2 separate regions of the Gossypium hirsutum genome follow, and region 1 is linked to region 2. A link is a contact called in public Hi-C data. All regions are on one chromosome and are shown on one strand. The core of a region is the stretch at or near the end of the contact, and the rest is flanking DNA. Distances in the headings are between cores, read along the strand shown. Region 1 holds the start of LOC107890468. Region 2 holds the start of LOC107895064.

The links. A called contact is a pair of places that touch in the nucleus more often than the background predicts.
Region 1: a contact with region 2 is called in a Hi-C map of leaf, with 2.3 times the contacts expected there. The contact joins the promoter of LOC107890468 here to the promoter of LOC107895064 in region 2. A contact is called at or near these places in 2 of 34 Hi-C or Micro-C datasets (both in leaf).

Annotation. Positions count from the first base shown.
Region 1 is chrA13:82,184,575-82,190,471 of Gossypium_hirsutum_v2.1, forward strand. LOC107890468 reads left to right here and starts at 4,214. Exons shown (of 12, transcript XM_041084708.1): 1 at 4,214-4,758; 2 at 5,576-5,635; 3 at 5,703-5,881. The coding sequence starts at 4,612. It overlaps LOC107890461 (pentatricopeptide repeat-containing protein At3g61360), which reads left to right. Exons shown (of 3, transcript XM_016814900.2): 3 at 1-1,959. The coding sequence ends at 945.
Region 2 is chrA13:81,637,473-81,642,946 of Gossypium_hirsutum_v2.1, forward strand. It overlaps LOC107895064, which reads right to left and starts at 2,827. Exons shown (of 2, transcript XM_016820273.2): 1 at 1,532-2,827. The coding sequence starts at 2,476.

The DNA.
Region 1 (5,897 bases), core at 2,964-5,463, 550 kb after region 2:
ACTGATGAGTTCAATGTTCTGCTTCGAGCTTTTTGCTCGCAGAGGGAGATGAAAGAGGCCAGATCAGTATTCCTGAAGATGCATTCTCGATTTCCAACTAATACCAAGACCATGAATATTCTGCTTTTGGGATTCAAGGAATCGGGCAATGTTACTGCAATGGAACTTTTTTACCATGAGATGATTCGAAGAGGTTTCAAGCCTAACAGTATGACATATAACATCCGAATCGATGCTTACTGTAAGAAGGGATGCTTGGGGGATGGTCTGCGGCTTCTTGAAGAAATGGAACGGGTCCACTGCTTGCCTACACTTGAAACAATCACTACTTTGATTCATGGAGCTGGTGTTGCTCGAAATATTCCAAAGGCGAGGCAGTTGTTTGATGAAATTCCTAAAAGAAATTTACAGCTTGATGTTGGAGCTTATAATGCTATGATCAGTTCCCTTATTAGGTCCAAAGATATACATTCTGCCATTGAATTGATGGATGAGATGGAGAGAAAGCAGATTGAGTATGATGGTGTGACGTATCATACAATGTTTTTAGGAATGATGAAGTTGAGTGGCATTGAAGGAGTTAGTGAGCTTTACTGTAAAATGCTAGAGAGAAATTTCATTCCTAGGACCCGGACAGTGGTGATGCTAATGAAATTTTTTTGTGGAAACCAGCATTTGCATTTTGCTTTAAATTTATGGGATTATTTATTACAGAAAGGGCATTGTCCTCATAGCCATGCACTGGATCTTTTGGCAACAGGTTTGTGTTCTCGGGGACGGTGGCAAGAAGCATATCAATGCTGCAAACAAATCTTGGAGAGAGGAAGGCATATGAGTGAATCAGTTAATCATATGATGCAGAGAATTCTAAAGCAGTATGATGAAATGGAGAAGTTGATGGAGCTCAACAGGATGAAAATGAAACTGCAATCTGTTCTGCCATAATCTGGCAAGGAACCAATCTGCTCTACATGCTGAGTTATGGAAGTAACAATATTTCTTGCAAAATATATAGAAGCTGGATTCATTTTATCCAAGTGGATTTTGGACCTTTTTGACATTGAATTTGATGATAAAAATTTCTTTAAAGATGCTATGTGAGTCCTATTTGATAAGGTTACTCCCAAGTCCTATTATGGTAATTGGACAGGCAAGTGCCCAGACTCAGCAATGCAGAAAGGTGTGCTGGGAGAGGCAAAAAGACATCACTCCAGTGAGAAGAGCGCAAGGAGATTCACCGGACCTCCCTAATCACCAAGTTGATTTTGACATCATGTTTGGTTGGTTAGGAGGGAGAATGGGTGCAGTATAGCTTGGCAAATTCGGAGAATGGATGGCGGATTATTGTCACGAGATGCACTAGAATTGTTACTGATGATAAGCACTTCATTGAGCCTTTTATGATTAGGGAGATTCCTTTAGAGACAATTGTCAGGAATCTGTGTGTATTCTGGGGTGAGGGGAAGTGGACCCTTAGCTTGGTTAAAAGACCAATGAATAAATCAAACTGGAGGTTTGAGCCCATGATATATGACTTTAGATCACTTGCAGGAAGGATGCCAGGATTGGGGTTTAGTGAATGACAATGTTAAACGCAGAGAAGGCTTAACAACCTGGCAAGGATGATAACTTTGAATGACAAGTATCGAGTTTAAAATGGCTCTTTCTTTTACTTTTGCTTATGCTTATAAGTTGATCTGCTGTTTAGTTTCTTGTTTTCAGAGTGTGACCCAGTGAAAAAGAGTTATTGAAATTTAAAAGAAGAATTCCTATCATATGTTACTAGTTTCAAAATAATTATCATTCCCTTATCTGTTTTCCTTTCCTGCACACATTTTCACCTCATCTGCTTTAATCATGATCAACACTGAGTTCCTTTGGCCATTTGCCGTATCTAAGGATAAATTTTGTTATTGGAGGACATAAATGCAGTTCAGTTGAGTGGTGAAGTTCTTTTCACTCGAGTTCTCTTTGTTATTTTCTGTTTTTGCCCGTCTGCAAAATCACTGTAATCCTGAGTTCCATCCTCACCATTTTGGTGTTTCCTCCTACAGAGGCAAAATTTGTAGAATTGATGCTGTTTGTTTTTTTCCTTATTTGCTGATGTTTCTGTTGCTAATTTCCTATGATTTTGGAATAGGAAAGCTAACAAAATTGTTATATTAGTTGATGCTGGTTATGGAGTCAAGGCTTTTGTCATAAAATGGCTGGTGCTGACATTTCTATAGAAAATGTCAAATGCTATAAAAAATTTTTAGGATATTAATGTACCATTGCAAGAGATTTGGTTCCCAAGGATTTGTCATAGGATTAGATTTTGAGGAGTATGCAACGATGCGAATCCTGCTGTTGGAAGGACTTTTGGAGGTATTTGTTGAATGGGTGGTAGTTTATTTTATTTGAAAGACGTTTTGGTGTATAAGAATTAAGATAAATTTGCTATTGTGGATGGAAATTTGATTAAGCTATTAACTGCACTTATTTTTAATATTCAATACCTTTATTATAACCTTTAACCATATCTTAGATACGTGTATGATTGGAGGGTTTCTTTAGGGATGACAATGCATCAAATATAAATAGTACTGTCCATTAAATACCTGCAATTATTAAGTAATAAAAAATAAAAAATTTATATTCGAATTTGTAAATTTGTTTTAAGATTTGAATCCATTTTTTTCGCATTAAATCTAAATTGTATTGTACATGAAATATCTGCAATTATTAAGTAAAAAAGTAAAAAAAATTAAAAAGTATTTCAGATATTCAAATTCGAACAAATAAAGAGGATTTATATATCCATTATCTAAATTTGTATTTGTTATCTGCAAAAAAAAAAAAAAAACAAAAAACAAAATAGATTTACATAATGGATATCCAAAGGTTAATATTCATATTTTCTTTGAATCCCTTATTACTAATAATTTGAATATCTAAATCTAAATATTATCCAAATTTATAAATATATGAATTTGTACTATTTATTTCCATCCCCATGTTTTCCTTGAATTACTGTATATTGAATTGGTTAAATGCTCAAATTTAATATTAAGGTTTTCAAATAAGTACTTTTTTTTAAACAATGTTTTGTGAAAAAAATGAAATGATTAATAAAGCCTTTAGGGAGGGTAATAATGACACCCTTAATACACTTACTCCTAACATGTTTGAATTAGTTCTTTAGTACACCAAGACTTTTAGTGGCCCATGGAAATGAAACTTTATGTTGGAATCTAAATCCTATAAATAGTTTCACTATGGCTAGTGCTAACACTTCTATTGTGAATAGAAGGAATCCTAGTGTTGAAAACCACTTTAACTCTTTACCCTAGTGAAAGCTTATTGGGAAATCTAAAGTCTTTCCTAAAATACGAATCTTTCTTTGGAAATGTTTCCTTTAAATTGTCCCAACCAGAGCATTCTTTGGTAGTAGGGGAATAAATATAGAGGACAAGAGTTCATTATGCCTAACACACTAGAAACACTTAGCCACTTACTAAGAGACTATGCAGTTATAAAACAATGATAGAATTGAATTTGGCCAAGGGAGACTAACTAAAGCGTAAATAATATTATGCTTCACGAATGATTAGAGAAAAATGACAAGAATTGGCATCATCTCTATAGAATTTCTTAGAAAGTGATTTTTGCTTCTATGTTATGATAAATTTAATTGTCTCAAAATGTCGTCATTTTTCATGAAAGAGTCGAGACAAATCAAGTAGCTCCATAACTCTTTCTAAAGTTGTAGAATTTCATGCTCTATCTACACCTCTTCATAGATATAAACTACTTACAATAATAGATATCAAATAATAACCATCCCTCTCAAGATGATTTAAACTAAACACAGATAGTTTTGTTCTTGCTAATCTTGGAAAGGCAAAAACACATATGATCATTGGAGATAATATAATAAATTAGGTTATTAGAGTTTATAGTTATATCTCACATGTTATGAGTGTTCAAGCGGAGTTTTAAACTTTTAAAAGTAGTCTAATGCTTGTTAGGGACAAGAAGATAGCTAATATTATTGTAGAGCTTGATGGTTCGGTTGTTATTAGTTTGATTTGTAACAAAAATTTGATGAATCCCTTTTTGTATACCCTTAAGTAGCCTAGTTAATATCCTCTAATCGTGGACTTTTCACTTTTGTTGTCGACAGCCACCGAACTATTTATTACCCATTATGCGTGCCGAGTCCATCAGAGTTATGTTTAATTAATCTATCAATGTTCTTTATGACAATAAAAAAAGCGAAGAAAATCCTGAGCCTGAGGGGTTGGTTTACTGTTAAGTTTTAACCGACAAATCTTACCATAGCTGACGAGCATCCCGCATACCTGCCCAAGTCGTAACATAGTCTACTGTGTCTAACAAAAATAAAGGGAAAAAAGAAGAAAAAAAAAGCGTATCTGAACGCTTGTTTATGTCTTGACTCTGTGGTGATCTTGTTAGGCTCAGGCTTTACTGCACTGATCCGCCGGATCTCGTGGCCGAGTCTCTTTCTCTCTCCATCGTCCCACCGAAAACCTTTATTATCCAGTTGTAGATCAAACATTCAACGCCAAAGGGTTTCTTAAGTGAATCCGAGCAAGAAAGAAAGAGTAGATGAAAGGGCACGAGAAATTGACTCTGCTTCTATGCCTAATATGGACTGCAACCATCCTTTACGGCGAGATGTTCTCCTTTTACATGCCCTTTCTCTTCTCTTGCTCTTGGCCTCACCTTTCCTCATCCTCTTCTTCCGATTCCACTGTAATTTTCTTGTCGTCTCTTTTCACTAATTTGATCTTCATTTTTCTTTTTGTTTTATTGATATTTGAATTGATCTCATTTCCATTACTATTATTAACATGTTCCAAGCTGAGAATATGTTGATTTTAGAAGATGCAATTATAAAAGCAAATTTACTTTTGAAAGGGTTGAAATATGCAGAAATTTGAGTTCTATTTAGCCACAACAACAACAAAAAAAGACTGAAAGCAATCAGTGGTGGGGTTTAGTATCTTTTTAATAAAATTTACGTTTTAACTTTCAGCATTGGGATATTTTTGGTATTAACAATTGTGCTGTCGATTCCTGAGGCTTTTTGCTTTCAGAAGATATGTTGAAACCCAAACTTCAATGATTCAAAGCTAATTCCCTATATTTGATTAAATTTTAATTACCCTAAAAGATTACTTATTTATGTGTGAAATGCTCTACTCATTTTTATCTTTCCGAATGAAAGAAAGTAGCAAAAGCATCAAATTAACATTTGTTATCAGATCATTTTTCTTTTGGTTATTTACTTAGATAAACTGGAATGATGCTTATTTAGTGCTAATCTGTTACACCTAGTACAAAGGAATCTAGTGTTTGAACTATACTCATTATACATTTCAGGAATTCTTGGCACCTGTTTAAGTTCCTTAAAACTATAGTGTGCTCAATTAATGATTCTCTGGGTGTGATTATGGATGATAACACTGTATAACTCAAATAGAACACATTGATGCAGTTTATTGCGCATTTTATCATGCTCATGAGCGAATCAACAGAGGAACTAACAGTTTTTGTTTTGCAAGTTTAGATGAATGGAAAAGGTTATGCGGCTGATTATGTCAAAGTGGCTGTTATTGCTGATCCACAGGTACTCTTGTCCTCGTCCTGTTATTCATCCTTGTTGCATTCTAACATATATTTGTTGTCTTTAACAGATCATGGACAAAACCTCCCTTCGCCTGCCGTCTAAATCACTTGCTTTGGAGTTTGTACAATTCTATACAGATTTGTTCATGCGCAGAGCCTTTTTCTCATCCATCCTTCCTTTCAAACCAGAAGTGATTTTGTTTTTGGGTGATTATTTTGATGGAGGTCCTTATTTATCAGATGATGAGTAAGGCTTGTAACTA
Region 2 (5,474 bases), core at 1,577-4,076:
TGTCATATTGGCTGTTGATGCAATGTAAGTAAAAAAAAAAAAAAGACTCTTCAAAAAAGTAAGACTCCTGCAGAAACTAATTGCAACTTATCAACAAACAAAAATTTTAGCTATACAAGAAAAAGCAAACTTTAAGTTAAATAGTCATGAAAATCCTTTTTTTCCAATGGAGTAATACAATATATGTTGCTCGTGCTATATCCTCAAACATATCCATCACTTAATCCTTCGTACATAAAAGTATACAAACACAATAATACTCCACATCATTAGAAGCAAAAGGTGTATTGTTCTAGCTGAATTGGATTAGATGGGAAAGTAGCAAATTGAATGAGAAGACAATGGAGAATCAATAACATATTTCCTTTCTTATAATCTAAATTTCTTGTGAAAGAAAAATGATTCCTTCCAAAATAAAACACAACATAACAGGAGCACGTTACTAGTAAGATAGTGTCACTATTCCATTAGCATACGTGACATCCAGGAAGTTATTTTCTGTTTTCTAATATAAGACATGGCAGAAAAAGATATTGGTCGAACTAAAATATTTTACCAAGTAAAAGAATAAATAAATAAATAAATAAAGGAAAGCAACTCCGATAGTTTTAATGGGAAAGTTGTTTTTAGAGGTTAACCTTGCCATGAGGACCAACTAACACTAGCCATCCTCGGTCCCTGTCTCTTCTCAAACTCTGTCCCAATATTTTATTTGGGAAGTATGGTTTTACAGGCAAATCTTGCAGTGGACCAATCATCAACTGTATCGACTGAACCAAAATTTTCCTGATCTGCTACAAGTACTTGACTATCCAATGTACCTTATATATTAATTACATGTACTTTCACCATGATAATGTGTGGGCTATGATTCAGCTATCAGCTAAATAGTCTTAAATCCAATTTAATGGTGAGAAAGTTTGATGTTTGAATCTTGATTTGGTTTTTCCATTATATATGTGTTTTCCCTTCAGCTTATCCTTGTACTTTGTATTGGTTAAAAGTGTTGTTAGTGAAAGACGGAACAGAACAGTGGAGGAGGAAAGGGAAACAAAAGAAGAATCAGTCCTCCCCAAGAACATTTCTTTTAGGAAGTTACTTATAGCGAACCAAGTGGAGCCACGGGTAAAAAGGAGGAAAAAATTCAGAGATTTGACAAGGAACTAATGATCAATCAAACACGAGGTTCACTCAGGAAAGCTCCTAATAATCAAATATTTCCAGAGCAAGAAATTCGTAAAGATGCAGAGTAAAAACTCAGACAAATCAATCAAACAAAGGATCTCAACTAGTCATTGAGAAGCTTGAAGAGATGACGCAACAAAAATGGAAAGGATCATAAATAGTCTTGTATAAAAGGGAATGAAATTCAATTTCAACGTGAACCCTAGAGCAAAAATGGATCTAAATTATGCAGCAGCAGGGACAACCGACAACTTACGTGATCTGATTACATAATAAATCTGAGACAAGTGATAATTCAATTTTCAAATATTGACAACAATAATAGAAAAAATAAGCAGCAACTAACCTTATCATCCATGGTAACCTTCAGCTGCAAGTTACTGCTCTTCCGCTTCATCTTATACAGTCTACGTCCCAATATAACAAAACCCATCACAGCCGCCGCTACAGAGAAGGACCAAACAGGGCTAACCCTTAAAACACAGTATCTCAAGAGCTCAAAAGGAACTTTCCACCATACTACCTTCTTCTTCTCCTCCTCATTAACTGATTTCGCACTTAACTTCATTTCATCAATGGTAGAACCTTCATTACCAGCCGTAGTACCGTGTCCTACTCCCAAATCCAAAGTTGAGCTATTCCTATTATCAAGCTCGCCTGAATTCTCCATCTCCGCTCCCTTTTCCATACAATCACCAAAATCAATGCTAGCCTCTTTTTCAACATCCTTAAACTTCATTGAAACCAAACCATCTCCGCCAGCATCAGGCCACAACTCGCCCAAATCCTTATTCTGATCTTGAATATCGCCAAACCCACCAAAATCTAATTCCTTTATCCTATCCAATTCAGTAAATTCGGCACCATCAGGCTTAAATGTACCCAATCCGTCAGCCCTAGCTTCCGGTTTACCAATCCCTTGTAAACAAACCTCATTCTCAGCGGACTCCAAGTCTTTTTTCACAGAGAAATCACTTAATTTACGATCATCTGACCGATCACTACCCGAATCGGACCAAAAATCACCCGAATTATTCCTCCTAAACTGAGTCTCCGGCTTGGGATCAATCCAACTCGGATTATCTGACTCAATAGAGCCTTCTTCACTTGCATCCCCTTCCTTCGCATACATACTCTGATTATCAAGAGAAAAGTAATCAGACCTTATCATCCCTCCAGTATCACCTTCGATTCCCTCAAGATTCCTCAACTGCGGCGAGTTAACCAGGATAGAATTAGAGTCAGAATCCGAGTTGTGGAGCACCTCCCAATCTAGTAAGTCTCCTTCCATGGCTGGGAATTGATTGATGTTTTATTTTTATTTTTTTTTCTAGTTAAAGAGCGAACAAAACCAAAAACGAAGTACTCCACAAACCCTAATCCCCAAATTGAATCCGAATTATATGACTTAGGAGAGAAAGGAATAAAACTGCAAAGACCAAAGAGGATAAGGCGGGTAGGCGCTTTGAGTGTTGAACAGAGGGAGACAGTTGAAGTTGTGAGTGATGACGTGGCAAAATCATTTGGTTGGTCAAAACAGAGATGGTTGACTATGTACATTGATCACCATTAGAATATTGCCACGTCAAAATACTGGGTGGAGGTGGAAACAGAGAAATAGTTTTGATATGATTTCTTATTTCTGATATCGAGAGAAGACAAATGAGGAATAAAAGAGGACAAGTGTCAACGTGAAGAGTACACGTATCAAGGAATGGAGTACCCATTAATTATAATTTACTTATATGGGATGATTAACAAAACCTAAACCTTTCTGCCCAAGAGATCACTATATATACGAATTGGCAGAAAACAATACTTGGATACAGTGAATTTCATCAGTTTTTTTCTTTTAGGAGGCGGGGCAGATCTTATTCTAAATACTAGTCGAGTTAGGTTGGTGTCGAATTTAGGGAAAATCCGTTCCACCAAAACGATTATTATAAATATTTATGATATAAATTTTATATTAATATTTACTCTAATATATTTATACTTAAAAAAATTAACGCTATCATTAAAATTAAAAGTTATTTTTATTTTAATATAAATATAAAAAAATATATTCAAGTCAAAATCAAATGTAACTTTAATTTTTCAAATCAACTTGAAAGGAGTAAATAAATAATTAATTTGGGATCAAATAAACGTCAACTTATTTAGAGATATATCAAGTTGAGTGAGCAAAAATCACCCACTTACTATACTTACATATGAGTTAATTTGTTAAATTAAGTTAAAGATATTTTATTCAAGTTGATTGAGTCTTAGTTCAATTTAGGATGAAATTTATTGTCAATGTAAGAAGACGAAAATTCAAGTATATTGGAATACGTTATCTTCCCATTTATAAATTAGAGAGAAATTTTTACTATTTCTACACATTTTTTAATAGCTGTTATTAAATTTGAGAAGGTTAAATAAATTTTTCATGATATATCATTTTTCCTTTTTAGTCAAATCCACTAACTTCCTAAAATTGGCAAGAAATACATTTAGCATAAAGTTTCATAAAAAATATATATATAAATCTTCTAAAATTCATTTATTAAATTATTGTTTGATAAATTAAAAAATAAGTGTTAGATTTAGGTTATAAAATATATTTGATATTTTTTTAAAAATAAGTAGACAATATAATTAGATTATTTGACAAATGTAATTTTTAAAATTTTAAAGGTAAAATATTTAAAGGATAAATTTAAAAGAATTGAAAAATATTATATTAAATGATAAATGGCTCAGTATCTAATTATCATTTTCTATACTTTTTCATTGAAAAATTTCTTTCATTTTCTTTTTATTATGGGTTATCAAAGGTGCTTAAAAAATTAAATCACTAGAAATATTGCCGCCTTGTTCTTCAGCTAGTTACCCACCAACTGACAAGAGACATTTGAAGTAATTGAGTTGGTTTGAAATGGAAACATATTTTCATAAAAGGTGACATGACAAGAGATGTATATTTTACTCGAATGATAATGATACCTATTCCCTTCATGAACTAGTGAGTGACCAAGAAATGTGTAGGGTGTGGATCAAAACTGTGGTTTATTAACATGATAAGGCCGAAGAATAGGAAAACACAAACAACCAAAAACTCGAAGAAAAGAATAGTTCGGTTTTATTTAAAACAATTTTTCATAGGGAGAGATGACTTCTAAAGGAAGGGAAGGTAACTTGTTTATCATATACATAACACTGCTGAAAGTTTCATACTATTATGCCAATGGCATGGAGGCATATGCAAGCATAGAGAGTCCAAAAGTAGCAATCTATCGATGCTTCCGTTCAACCAGTCCATTTTGCTCAAAGGTATAAGGACACGTAAGTCGAAGGACGATCCCCTATTGTGATAGATATAGTTTCAATGCTTGAAACTCACTTTTCCTCTCTATTTAAAGAACTTTTAGCTTGCACCCAAATACCCTTTCAGGTTGTATAACCTTCTAAACCCGGCCTAGACGTTATAACTAAATTCTGAATATTACATTGACAACCAAAATGGCCTAATAAAACCATTAGATTTCAAAACACGTTTTTAAAACCATTTGCTTATCTTTCTATATAGAATTGTGTGAATCTCTTAGTTTTACAAAAATGTACGAGTTTCAAACATAAAACAATTAATTTAAATATATATACTTTGCAAAGGTTGATTATTTTTGAAATTTTAGTTGATTTCCAACTTATTTACTTTTCAAAACTCATTTTCCATATTGTAGCGAAAAAAGTGATATTTGACAGATTTTAATTAAAAACCAAGTTGTTTGTATAATTAAATCAATTTCAAAGTTTAGACCGTTTAAAACTTAAATGTCATGCATGCCAAAATAAACTCAAATTAAAGTCTCATGCCATAGTCAATCCTAAATAACAAAAAGTATAAATATTAAGTTTAAAAATACATTTATTAAAAATTATCTGAGATACTCCTTCGATTGTTGAGTCTGAATCCTAACCTCACTGGTTATCTGAAAAGATAGTAAACTAAGGAATGAGCTTAAGAAGCTTAGTGTGAATCATAACTCAAGTAATTAGAATGGTATATAAATATATATTATACAAAATATCATAATAGTACAAAATCAAAATTTTCAAAATACATGTATATGATCATGTATGACCATGCATTTTTGAATTATAGAAAAAAATCCTACCCAACACGGCTACACACCACAATAGGAGTTCTTCAGAACTCATCCATCCATACACATCACGTTGTGGACAAGCCACAAATATTTGCAGATAAACTGCCAGAAATATGTGGACAAGCCACTAGTAGTGCA